Linked DNA regions of Mus musculus: all the other regions are linked to region 2. The links are chromatin contacts, called in public promoter capture Hi-C maps. All regions are on one chromosome and are shown on one strand. The core of a region is the stretch at or near the end of the contact, and the rest is flanking DNA. Distances in the headings are between cores, read along the strand shown. Region 1 holds the start of Ugt2b37 (UDP glucuronosyltransferase 2 family, polypeptide B37). Region 2 holds the start of Ugt2b34 (UDP glucuronosyltransferase 2 family, polypeptide B34). Region 3 has its middle 27 kb from the start of Ugt2b38. Region 4 has its middle 43 kb from the start of Ugt2a3.

Region 1 (3,238 bases), core at 682-3,181, 350 kb after region 2:
GGTTAATAATTCTAGTATTATTTCATATTGAGTTATTTAATAATACTTACACTATAAAGCAATCTCAATACATCCAGAATTATGAGAATAGGAAATTGTGGCTAGTCTTATCTGTGGTACATTTTTAAGAGAAAAAAAAAAAAAGTGAATTCAGAAAATATAGCATGTGGGTCCGGGTCCCTGTAGAATTTAGGCATTTGCAATTGAATTTAGGAAAGGACCCAATAAGGAAATGTGGGGACTGGTAGAAATATCTGTTCCACTTTTTTTTTGGGGGGGGGGGTTCGAGACAGGGTTTCTCTGTGTTTCCCTGGCTATCCTGGAACTCACTCTGTAGACTAGGCTGGCCTCTAATTCAGAAATTCGCCTGCCTCTGCCTCCAAGAGATTAAAGGCGTGGGCCACCGCGCCTGGCTCTGTTCCACTTTTAAACTTCAGAAATAATGTAATAGTTTTCAAGATGTGGGGGATTTTATAGTTATATACAAAGAAAATATTTTATGTTTTATCTTTTCATTTATAGGTATGTGTGTCTTCATGAGTATATGTTAAGTTTATGCCAGTGCCTGTGGATATGATAAAGGACAGCAGTTCTCTTGAAGGTGAAGTTACAGGCAATTTTGAGCCATTGTATATGAGTGGTCCCAGGAAAAGAGCTCTGGCACAGAGCTCTGTACAGAAACAATCTTAAATCTTTGGCCATGTTTTCTGACCCTACATTTTCATTTTAAATAAATACACTGGCCTAGGCAAGAGGAAATAACTTATTCAATGTGTGTATGTATATATATATATATATATATGTATATATATATATATATATATATAACAAAATATGCCATTCTTGAATCTCCATTAATCAAGATTAATTGGTAACTGCTTAGTGACTTATTAAAATAGAAGAAAACATTTCAGTATATGGGTAAAGAATCATTTAGGGACCATCTAATTTCATCTCTATGTAATTGTATAGCTAACCGAAATGTCTTCTATCAGTACTGATACCGATACCTTCTCCTATTTGATCAAATATATGAGCATTTACAAGAGCTTGTGACTTTGATAGTTTATATCATTATACATTTGATCACTTATAAAGGACTCTTACACTTTCTATTTCATGGACATAAAGATTTACACACTTGTGAAACTTAGGTATTCAAGCAACTTAGAAAAAAAAATGTAACTTACCCAAATATTCAGTGTAAAATGAATCCCATTTCTTATCATTAGGCATCTGGAACCAAAAGTCAAAATAAAGCATGCATATCATATTTTTTACTCTCTCTATGAATGTCATTTGTCCACCTAATCCTGACAGAATAACAGGCACATAAGAGGGAGGTAGTAGAAATCTTCCACTGGATTTTTCAATTCTGTAACCTGCAGTGAAGCGAAGACTGTACAGAAAAGGTATGTGGAGCAATTCAGCGATTAGCTCCCCACCAAAAGCAACAGGATCTGACAAAAGGACATCAAACTTTGATTCCTGTAGCTTTGTCATGAGCTGTCTGTTTGAAACGACATCTTTACAAAGACTTAGATAATAACCAGATAATTCATCAAACATATTTTGCATTAAAGGAGAATATGACAAACATGTATCTCTTGACAACTCATAAGTCCACACATTCAAAAGCTGTATGAAAAAATTTTCCAGATCATCTTTAGTGACAGATGTAGGAAAAGTTTCAAACTTAAGGCCAGGTGATTTTTTGGGATCAAGAACATAGTAAGCTGAAGGTCTCAGAACAGTGACTTCATGGCCCCTCTGTACCAGTTCATCCAGTATTATTTTTATGTTCATCCAATGACTGAATTCCATCGGCCACACCAACACTTTCCCACATTTCACAGATCTGAAGCAGCAACTTATCTGCAGCAGCAACAGAGCAGAAATCCACTTTCCAGGCATCCTGAAAATCAAAATCCTTCTCTTCACAGTTCATTTGCTTCTGTCACTGCTTGACCTTTTATCCAAGAAGCTTCAGCCCAGAGGTTAAACTATAACTTGCATTTCCCAGAGCTGATAATTAAAAGACCAGAACTAAGGTTTTGGGAAAAGAATCGAAGAATGATTTCAATTATTCCCTGTTTACATGAGAGTGAGTCACGTCTCTTATGATGGCATGTTTTCAAATAGCCAAGAAATAATGATGTCATGTTCAATTATTAATGGGATATTAGAATATTCTAAGATGTCTCACAAAACTAGTGACATCATAATATGGCTGATCTCTGAATTCTCCTCTATATGGCCTTGAAAGCTTATTAATTTACATAGTTGAATGTCATGATGACTCTTCCCTTTCCTTTAATGTGACCAATTATTCTGACTAAATCATGGACTGTTCTAATAATCAATCCAATATTAGAAATAACAGACTTCATTTAAAAGGCTGGTTCTAGACAGTTTTAGAGACATATTTGAAAGTTAGCTACAGTTTTCTATGATGATATGTTAACAATAGATGGGGACAGGTTATAGCAAATATTAAGGTTAGGTTAGCTACTAAAGGTCGTGCTTCATTTCAATATATATGTGTCATGCCATTAACTTATAATGCAACCATTAATTGGGGAAAGACTAAGGCTCATTTGCAGGGAGTGTGGAAAAATACAGATATTTCACATATTATACAGCAATTAAAGATAGAAATTTCAGATATTAACAGAAGTCCTTTGGATAAATAGAACATTGAGAAATTAGCCAGAGATTTAAAAAATAATCTATTTGTATTAAATCCCTTAGATTGGGTTAAGTATATAATCTTGCATGCTATTATAATTGACATTATTTTATTAGTAATCATTGTGTTTCCACTTATCTTTAGAGTTCTTCTGAGATTGAGGTGGGACATTCTGAAACTTCATCTAAAAGATATAAAGTGGGAAATGCTATACACACACCAGTGAAGACTGCATGGCAGCCCCAAAAACTTCGATGAGTCCCAAGGCAGAAAAGTTTTATGGAAACTTAGGGCCCTGGAGCCTTGGCATCCTGTAACACAAATGTTCCAACTTGTCCCTGCATTAGTTGGTGAATGGATCTGTGTACTTTCTTTCAGTATTGTTTTATTATAGGTACCTCTGAGAAATAATGTGTCAAATACCTAAGCTAGACTGAACTTTGCTTCCTGGCCTTCACCAATGTCCTCGGAGTCCTGGAGTCAACCCTGGGCTTGGAATTTCGTAAGAGTGTTCCTCATTCAGATGAAATGTCCCAGTGTTGACAGTTA
Region 2 (3,086 bases), core at 519-3,018:
TGACTGATTGTTTAATAATTTGGTATGTATAGATGTGTTTACAGATAATATGGATACATGCCTTAAAATATGGAGAGAGACATGTATGTTCAGTAAAACACTAAGTAATACCCAATATGTCTACATTTCAAGATTCTATGTTTGAAACACAATTTCAACTGACTCCAATAAATCAATTAGATTCCCCCATGTTTTGCATTCACATATTTCCTCTGTATAGAGCAGAGATAGAATATTCACAGCTGTGCAGAAGTTTAGTAGGTTAAAGGGGAAGATCTTTTAAATCATAAATAAAAAAATAATTTATATAAAAAGTCCTCCTTTGATTGTAAATAGAAAGATGATAGATAGATATTTACCTATGCTAGAAGTATGTATAATCCTCAGTGTATTTTATAAGTCATGAAGACTTTGCCTTTGTTTAAAGCATATGTTTTAGAGGCTGGTGTAACACATTAGAAGGTAAAGGTATTCCATGCAAGCTAAAGACTTGAGTTCAATCTCTATACAAGCGTAAACACCTAAATTGATCCCAAGAACATACATAGAGGTAGAAATAAGAACTCTTCAAAGTTTAATCTGGCCTCTACATAAGCAACCCAGAGCACAATCCCCCTTTCCCATGACACAAGTGTGCATGTTCATACACATGATAATAATAGCAATGAATATAATAAAGTGGCAAAGATATTAATGACAATGAAGGCACCAGTCAGGTAAAAGTGTTGCTTTAAAACACGAGGAAAAATGTCTTGGGCCTATGTAATTTCTTAGAGAAATAATCATAGTTTTGTTATGTGAGTGTGTGCTGACAATTCATAGACAAGGTTTTGCAACTGACACTGGAATACAAAGTTCTTTACAATGCTTGAATTTGACAGCTAATTTTCTAGTTTTCCCATCATTTTATTTAGGAGAGACAAATCATTCCCCTGTCAGACCTGTTCTTAGACATTCACATTCAATGACACAGCAAATTGAGAATCCAGCAATCCCACCAGGGCACTGAACAGGGCACTTACCTAATACTTCAGTATAAAGCTGATTCCAGTTCTTCTCATTAAATGTTTGGAACCAAAAGTCAAAACACAGCATATAGATGACATTTCTCACCCTCTCCATGAAAGTCATCCTGTCACTCAATTCTGACATAACAACAGGCACATAGGAAGGAGGCAGTGGGAGTCCCCCACTGTACTTCTCATAAGTGGAGCCAGGAAAGAAGCGGAGACTGTACACAAGGGGGATCTTGAGAACCTCAGCCAGCAGATCACCGCAGGGTATGAAGGGATCTGCCAGGATCACATCAAACCTTGATTTTTGTAGCTTTGTCATGAGTTCTTTGTTAAAAACTACATCTTTACAGAGACTTTCAAAATATTTTGAATCTACCCAAACCATTTCTTGCAACATTAAGAAGTATCCCCAAAATGACTGCTTTGGCAGCTCATAAATATATTTCTTGAGTGATTCCCAGAAAATTTCCTCTAACTCAGATAAGGAGTATGATGTAGGATAAGTCTCGAATTCAATAGCAGATGTGTTGTCAACCTCATAAGATAAGGATGCTGAAGGTCTCAGAACCATCACTTCATGACCCTTCTTCAGAAGCTCGTCTAGGATTGTCTTCAAGTTGAGCCAATGGCTGAACTCCATTGGCCACACCAGCACCTTCCCACCAGTCCCAGATCCAAAGAAGCCACTCAGCTGGAGCAGGAGCAGGAGCAGGGCTGCTGTCATTTTCACAGGCATCTTGGTTAACTTCAGGCCTGCCTTCCAAAGGATGATTGCTCAGCTCTTACAGATATAGAAAGAGCAGTAATCAGTCAGTTAAAGTGTAACTTGTACACACCAAAGCAAATAGAAATGGGAGTCACAGCCTCTGGAGGGCAAATGCCAAAACCTGGATGCAGATGTGAAAGTGGGAAATGACTCTGGATTCTCAGTGATCTTGAATGTATACTGTATTTGGAGAACAGTGAAAAGTAAGATCTCTCTTTCTCCCTTCCTTTCACTCTCTCTTTCTCCTAATGGAGCTTCTTTGATAAAGAATCTGAAGTAAAGGCAAACTGTCCAGTCACATTTTTATAAATACCATAGGTCAGTGTTTTGTCATATGAATATTGGCAACACTGACCAGTTACCATACTACTTAGTGATTTTAAGTATATGGCTCAGAGGTCTATAGTGTAATCTCAGAATTAAACACACTGCACTTACGTTTAGAGCATATTATAATCTAGATGGAAGCCCCATTCTTTTAGTCTTCCCATTAGCTCCATCTCTACCCCATCAAGAACCTGCTTACTTGTAACTAGTCAGCCTAGCAAAAGTGAAGAGATAAGGAGACATTTGTGTTTTCCTCTTTGACTCTCAGACTATTGAAAGACTTTCCCCAGTAACTTTCTGCTAGGAGAAGAAATGTTTGATCTCTGGGGACACCCAGAGGAGGAATTTGTATCCAGGAGGGCAATTTACAAGTTAGGGCAGGCTAACATTTCTGGTGACTAGGAGCTAAGTTAATGGTGGGCAAGGTCCCATGCCATTCCTGGAAAGCTTAGCTATGCAGATGCCTTGTAAGAATCCCAAAGATGGAATTAAGGGTGACTGGCTCCTTTTGTCTCTCTTCCTAAAGTGATCACACTGAATATATTCTGCATTTCACTATTAATTTGGCTCTTTTATGGATTTATTGAGCTAGGTTTGTTTGTAAGTGACAGCTTACACTCCCCTATATTGTTTTTCCTGCAGTGACCATGCCTTAGTCATCTTTATATAGAACAAAGTAATACTTAGTAAATGGTTTTTGAATGAATCCAAAAATCTAGTTCTCTAATTCTGCTTACAAGTAGCATAAAATTCTAAATGTAAAAACGGGACTGTCCTCTGATATCATAGCTATTTTAGACAGAACTTGATAGTTCCATACTAGAAATGGGAAGAGTGTCTCAAGGCATAGTGTGATTTTTAAATATTGAGGACAGTGGTTATTTTAAAATTTCTTTTTAATTAAGAAAACCCAGGATTTTCTTTTCCATGTTTTGAACCTGATGGCTGTATAACATTAAAAAACAGTTCAATGTTAA
Region 3 (3,178 bases), core at 124-2,623, 490 kb after region 2:
ACTCATTCTGTGAAGCCACAATTATTCTGACATCTAAACGACACAAACACTCAACAAAGAAAGAGAACTTCAGACCAATTTCCCTTATAAATATCAATGTAAAAATACTCAATAAAATTCTCACAAACCAAATCCAAGAATACATCAAAAAGATCATCCATCATGATCAAGTAGGCGTCATCCGAGGGATGCAGCTATGGTTCAATATATGAAAATGCATCAATGTAATCCACTATATAAACAAATTCAAAGAAAAGAAACAAACTAGCATTTCATTAGATGATGAGAAAGCATTTGACAAAACTAAACACCCATTCATGATAAAAAATCTTGAAAAGATCAGGAATTCAAGGCCCATACATAAACATAGTAAAAGCAATATACAGCAAACCAGAAGTCAACATCAAACTAAATGGAGAGAAACTTGAAGCAATCCCACTAAATCAGGGACTAGACAAGGCTGCATACTCTTTTCCTACCTGTTCAATATAGTACTCAAAACCCTAGGCAGAGCAATTAGACAACAAAAGGAGATCAAAGGGATATAAAATGGAAAGAAAGAAGGCAAAATACCTCTATTTGCAGATAATATGATAGTATACTTAAGTGACCTCAAAAATTCCACCAGAGAACTCAACCTGATAAATAGCTTCAGGAAAGTAGCTGGATATAAAATTAACTCAAACAAAGAAGTGTCCTTTCCCTAGTCAAAGGATAAACTGAGTAAGAATGAAATTAGGAAAAAAAACACCCTTCACAATAGTCACAAATAATATAAAATACCTTGGTGTGACTCTAACTAAGCAAGTAAATGATCTATATGACAAGAACTTCAAGACTCTGAAGAAAGAAATCGAAGAAGGTATCAGAAGATGGAAAGATCTCAGATGCTCATGGATTGGCAGGATTAATATAGTAAAAATGTCTATCTTGTGGAAATCAATCTACAGATTCAGTGCACCCCTATCAAAATTACAACTCAATTCTTCATGGAGTCAGAAAGAGCAATTTGCAAATTCATCTGGTATAACAAAAATCCTAGTATATAGAAAACTATTCTCAACAATAAGAGAACTTCTGGTGGATTCACCATCCCTGATCTCAAACTGTAATACAGAGCAATTGCAATAAAACTGCATGGTATTGGTACAGTAGCAGGCGGGTAGATCAGTGCAATAGCATTGAAGACCCAGAAATGAACACACAGATCTATGGTCATCTGATCTTTGAAAAAGGAGTAAAACCATCCAGTGGAAAAAAGACAGCTTTTTCAACAAATGGTGCCGGTTCAACTGCCGGTTAGCATGTGAAAGAACACAAATTGATATACTCTTATCTCCTTGTACAAAGTTCAAGTCTAAGTTAATCAGTGACCTCCTTGTAAAACCACATACACTGAAACTAATAGAAGAGAAAGTGGGAAAAAACATTGAAGACCTAGGCGCAGGGAAAAATTTCCTGATCAGAAAATCAATAGCTTATGCTCTAAGATCAATAATTGACAAATGGGACCTCATAAAAATGCAAAGCTTCTGTAAGGCAAAGGACACTGTCAATAGGGCAAAATGGCAACCAAGAGATTGAGAAAAGATGTTTACCAACCCTACATCTGATAGAAGGCTAATATCCAATATATACAAAGAACTCAAGAAGTGAGACTCCAGAGAACCAAATAACCCTATCAAAAATTGGGTACAGAGCTAAACAAAGAATTTTCCACTGAGGAATACTGAATGGCTGAAAAGCACCTAAAGAAATGTCCAACATCCTTAGTCATCAGGGAAATGCAAACCGGAACAACCCTGAGATTCCACCTCATAGCAGTCAGAATGTCTAAGATCAAAAACTCAGGTGCAGTCAGATGCTGGTGAGGATGTGGAGAAAGAGGAACACTCCTCTATTGTTGGTGGAATTGCAAGCTAGTTCAACCACTCTGGAAATCAGTTTGGTGGTTACTCAGAAAATTGAACATAGTGCTAACTGACGACCCAGCAATACCTCTCCTGGGCATTTCCCCAGAAAATGCTCCAACATGTAATAATGGAACATGCTCCACTATGATGATAGCATCCTCACTTATAATAGCCAGAAGCTGGAAAGATTCCAGTTGTCCCTCAACAAAGGAATGGATATAGATAGTGTGCTTCCTTTACACAATGGAGTACTACTCAGATATTAAAAACAATGAATTTATGAAATTCTTAGGCACATGGATAGAAATATAAAATATCATTCTGAGTGAGGTAACCCAATCACAAAAGAATTCACTTCATATGTACTCACTGGTAAGTGGATATTAGACCAGAAACTTAGAATACCCAAGATACAATTTGCAAAACACAAGAAAATCAAGAAGGAAGTCCAATGCATGGATACTTCATTCCTACTTAGATAAGCGAACAAAATACCCATGGAAGGAGTTACAGAGACAAAGTTTGGAACTGACATGAAAGGATGGATCATCCAGAGACTGCCCCACCCGGGGATCCATCCCATAATCAGCCACCAAATGCAGACTCTATTGCATATGCCAGCAAAATTTAGCTGAAAGGACCCTGATATAATTGTCTCTTGTGAGGCTATGACAGTGCCTGGCAAATTCAGAAGTGGATGCTCATTGTCATCTATTGGATGGAACACCTCCCCAATTGTGGAGCTAGAGAAAAACCCAAGGATCTAAAGGGGTCTGCAAACCTATAGGAGGAGAAACAATATGAATTAACCAGTACCCCCCAGAGCTCGTGTCTCTAGCTGCATATGTAGCAGAAGATGGCCTAGTTGGCCATCATTGGGAAGAGAGGCCCCTTGGTCTTGCAAACTTTATATGCCCCAGTAGAGGGGAACACCAGGGCCAAGAAGTGGGTGTGGGTGGGTAGGGGAGCAGGGCAGGGGGGGGGGTATATGGAACTTTCAGGATAGCATTTGAAATGTAAATGAAGAAAATATCTAATTAAAAAATTGAAAAAAAAAGCTCATCTCAAAAAAAAAATCTTTGTTTAACCCTCAGAGTATACTTTATTTGATTATCTGAATAAAGTTGGGTATTGCTTTTGGCGTTCATCTTCCACTTCCTCTGGAGTGGTGGCAGGGTAGGATTTAAATGCAAATATTAAACCTGCTATGCCAACTTCACCTTAATGGACACACACCCTTTGTAGAGCTATTGTTGTGGACTAAT
Region 4 (2,986 bases), core at 182-2,681, 470 kb after region 2:
TGCATGAGTGTATGCTAAATTTATCCCAGTGACTATGGATACAATAAAAGTGTCACAGGTCTGCTGAAAGTGAAGTTACAGGAAATTTTGAAACACTGGACACAAGTGGGTGTTAGGAATAGACAACAGGTACTAAAAATGTGGAAAGAACATTCTTAAACTTTTGGTCATATTCTCACAACCCACACCACTTAATTTTCAAAACTGATACTGGCCTAGGTAAAAGAAATTAATTTCTTCAATATTACACACACACACACACACACACACACACACACACACACACACACATCATTCTTGAATCTACACGGATCAAAATTTGAGTACCTGGCTAGGGTCTTGTTAAAATAGAGAAACCTTTTGTATTAAATGAGATAAAAAAATATTTAGGGACTAAATGCTTCTCTTTGTCACCATATAGCTAACTAGAATGTCTTATATCAGGACTACTACCGTCTTCTATTTGATCAATAATATGAGCTTTTACAGAGAGTTTGTTAGCTAATATAATTACATTTGACCACCTGTAAAAGACTCCACTTTGTACTTAACAGAAATGCATCTTAATATACATGTGAAACATGTTAAGCCTGTGAAGAGAAGCATAACTTACCTAAAGTTTCGCTGTAAAACTGACCCCATTTCTTCTCCCTAAATGTCTGGAAACAAAAGTCAAAATAAAGCATACATATCATATTTTTATCCCTCTCTTTGAATGTCATTTGGCCACCTCATCCTGACAAAATTACAGGTACATAAGAGGCAGGGAGAGGAAGTCCTCCACTGTATTTTTCAAGTTGTTAGCCAGGGAAAAGCCAAGACTATATAGAAAAGGAATTTGGTGCAGTTCAGCTATGAGCTCCCCACAGGGACCAACAGCATCTGACAAAGTAACATCAAACTTGGATTCTTGGAGTTTTGCCATGAGCTGTTTGTTTGAAACTGTGTTTTTACAAAGAATTAGAGATTAATCAGAATATTCATCAATTATATTTTGTAGTAAAGGGGAATATGATAAACATGTATCTCTTGGAAACTCATAAGTCCATATATCCACAACACTAGCAAAAATAATTTCCATGTCATCATTCCTGAAGGATGTAGAAAAAGTTTCAAACTTAAGGCCAGGCAATACTGTGGGATCAAGAAAAATGGAAATTGAAGGTCTCAGAATAGTGACTTCATGGCCCTTCTGTACAAGTTCATCCAGTATTATCTTTATATTCATCCAGTGACTGTAGTCCACCAGCCACAACAACACCCTCCCATACTTTGCAGATCTGAAGCAGCAACTTATCTGCAGCAGCAGCAGAACAGAAATCCACTTCCAAAGCATCCTGAAAATTAAAGTCCTTCTGTTCAGAGTGTAATCCCTTTTGTCACTGCTTGACCTTTTATCCAAGAAGCATTAGCCAAGAAGTTAAAATATAACTGGCACTGCTCAAAGCTGATAAGGAAATGAACATTACTGTGTTGATAGAAAAACATGAGTTTATCTGCCCCTCTAGATACCCCAGAGTCTGAAGGTCTCCCAGGAGATCTCCTGTACTCAGGGCAAAAGGTAAGGGACCCTCCCAAATAATTGTAGCAGCTGGGAACCCTGATGATCCCAGCAGACTCAGAACACATCCCCTCCACTCGAACTCCACCTGCCCCCTAGCCTGAGCATTCCACGATGACAGGTCATCAGCTTGTCTGCTACTGTGAAGACCCCACAGTCTGAAGGCCTCCAAAAAGATCTGCTGCACCCAGGACAACAAATCATCAGCTTGTGTGCTCCCAGAAGGCCCCACAGTCTGAAGACCTCCAAGGTTATCTGTTACAGTCAGAGCCACTGGTCTCCCACGAGATGGAAAGCAACCCATTGACAGATGAGTCAGACTCCATACTGAGAAACCTAGACCAGTTAGCACCAGAGATAAGCAGATGGTGACATGCAAGCACAAGACCATAAGCAATAAAGCCAATATACTTTGGCAGCATGAGAACCCAGTTCTGCCACCACAGTAAGCCCTGGATATCACAACACACCTGAAAACCAGGATGCTGACCTAAAATTCTATTTCATGAACATAATTGAGTCCTTCAAGGAGGATATAAACCTCCCCCCACCCAAAAAAAAAATACAGGAAAACACAGGTAAATAGGTAGAAGCCTTAAAAAGGAAACAAATAAATCCCACAATAATGGTGATACCTAAACCACACAAAGACACAACAAAGAGTGAAAACTCCCAACTAATTTACGTTTGTGAATATCAATGCAAAAATACTTAGGAAAATTCTAGCAAACTGAACCAAAGAATGTATCAAAACCATCATCCACCATGATCAAGTAGGCTTCATCTCAGACATGCAAGGTTGGTTCAATATATGAAAATATATTAATGTAACCCACTATATAAGTAAACTCAAAGAAAAAAATCACATGATCATCTCATTAGATGCTAAAAAAGGCTTTGACAAAATACAACTCCCCATCATGTTAAAGTATTGGAGAGATACTTAAGGTCCATTCCTAAATATAATAAAAGTAATATACAGCAAACAAACAGCCAATATCAAATTAAAAATGGAGAGATACTTAAGGCAATCTCACTATAATCATGAACAAGACAAGGCTCTCCCTAGCCCTAGCTCAGAGATCTAGGAGGTACAATTTGGAAAAAAAGAAGTTAAGGTATCATTATTTCTGGATGATATGATAGTATGCTTAAGTGACTCCAAAAATTCTTCCAGGAAAACTCTACATCTGAAAACTTAAACAAAGTGGCTGGATATAAAATTACAAATCAGTATCCTTTCATTTATACAAATGATAAATGGAGTGGAGAAAGAAAATAAATGACACACTTCACAATAGTCACAAATATAAAATATCTTGGGGTAATTCTAACCAAATAACTGAGAGATATGTATAGCCAGAAATTCAAGTCTCTCAAGAAAGAAATCAAAGACCTCAGAAAATGTAAGTATCTCCCATGCTC

What was found. Promoter capture Hi-C pulls out the DNA fragments that hold promoters and counts their contacts.
Region 1: a contact with region 2 is called in a promoter capture Hi-C map of liver, with 5 times the contacts expected there. The contact joins the promoter of Ugt2b37 here to the promoter of Ugt2b34 in region 2. A contact is called at or near these places in 3 of 39 promoter capture datasets (3T3-L1-derived adipocytes and liver) and 1 of 9 other capture datasets (pancreatic islet).
Region 3: a promoter capture Hi-C map of liver shows a contact between it and region 2, with 3 times the contacts expected there. The contact joins the enhancer-like site here to the promoter of Ugt2b34 in region 2. A contact is called at or near these places in 4 of 39 promoter capture datasets (embryonic stem cells, frontonasal cranial neural crest, hippocampal neurons and 1 more) and 1 of 115 datasets of contacts at active chromatin or transcription factors (pancreatic cancer cells).
Region 4: a contact with region 2 is called in a promoter capture Hi-C map of liver, with 3 times the contacts expected there. The contact joins the enhancer-like site here to the promoter of Ugt2b34 in region 2. A contact is called at or near these places in 9 of 39 promoter capture datasets (the HPC-7 cell line, cranial neural crest, embryonic stem cells and 5 more), 1 of 484 Hi-C or Micro-C datasets (liver) and 1 of 115 datasets of contacts at active chromatin or transcription factors (pancreatic cancer cells).

The regions. Positions count from the first base shown.
Region 1 is chr5:87,252,857-87,256,094 of GRCm38.p6, forward strand. Ugt2b37 (UDP glucuronosyltransferase 2 family, polypeptide B37) reads right to left here and starts at 1,932. Exons shown (of 6, transcript NM_053215.3): 1 at 1,191-1,932. The coding sequence starts at 1,914.
Region 2 is chr5:86,905,169-86,908,254 of GRCm38.p6, forward strand. It overlaps Ugt2b34 (UDP glucuronosyltransferase 2 family, polypeptide B34), which reads right to left and starts at 1,769. Exons shown (of 6, transcript NM_153598.2): 1 at 1,023-1,769. The coding sequence starts at 1,752.
Region 3 is chr5:87,395,823-87,399,000 of GRCm38.p6, forward strand. No RefSeq gene overlaps it. Among named protein-coding and RNA genes, the nearest start is that of Ugt2b38, 27 kb to the right of the region's middle. Within about 2 kb of position 1,374, at least 5 of the 459 cell types and tissues checked have an H3K27ac peak or open chromatin away from gene starts, as enhancers often do. A contact at or near this core is called in liver, where this site is marked.
Region 4 is chr5:87,378,585-87,381,570 of GRCm38.p6, forward strand. It overlaps the pseudogene Gm21049. Among named protein-coding and RNA genes, the nearest start is that of Ugt2a3, 43 kb to the left of the region's middle. Within about 2 kb of position 1,432, at least 11 of the 459 cell types and tissues checked have an H3K27ac peak or open chromatin away from gene starts, as enhancers often do. A contact at or near this core is called in liver, where this site is marked.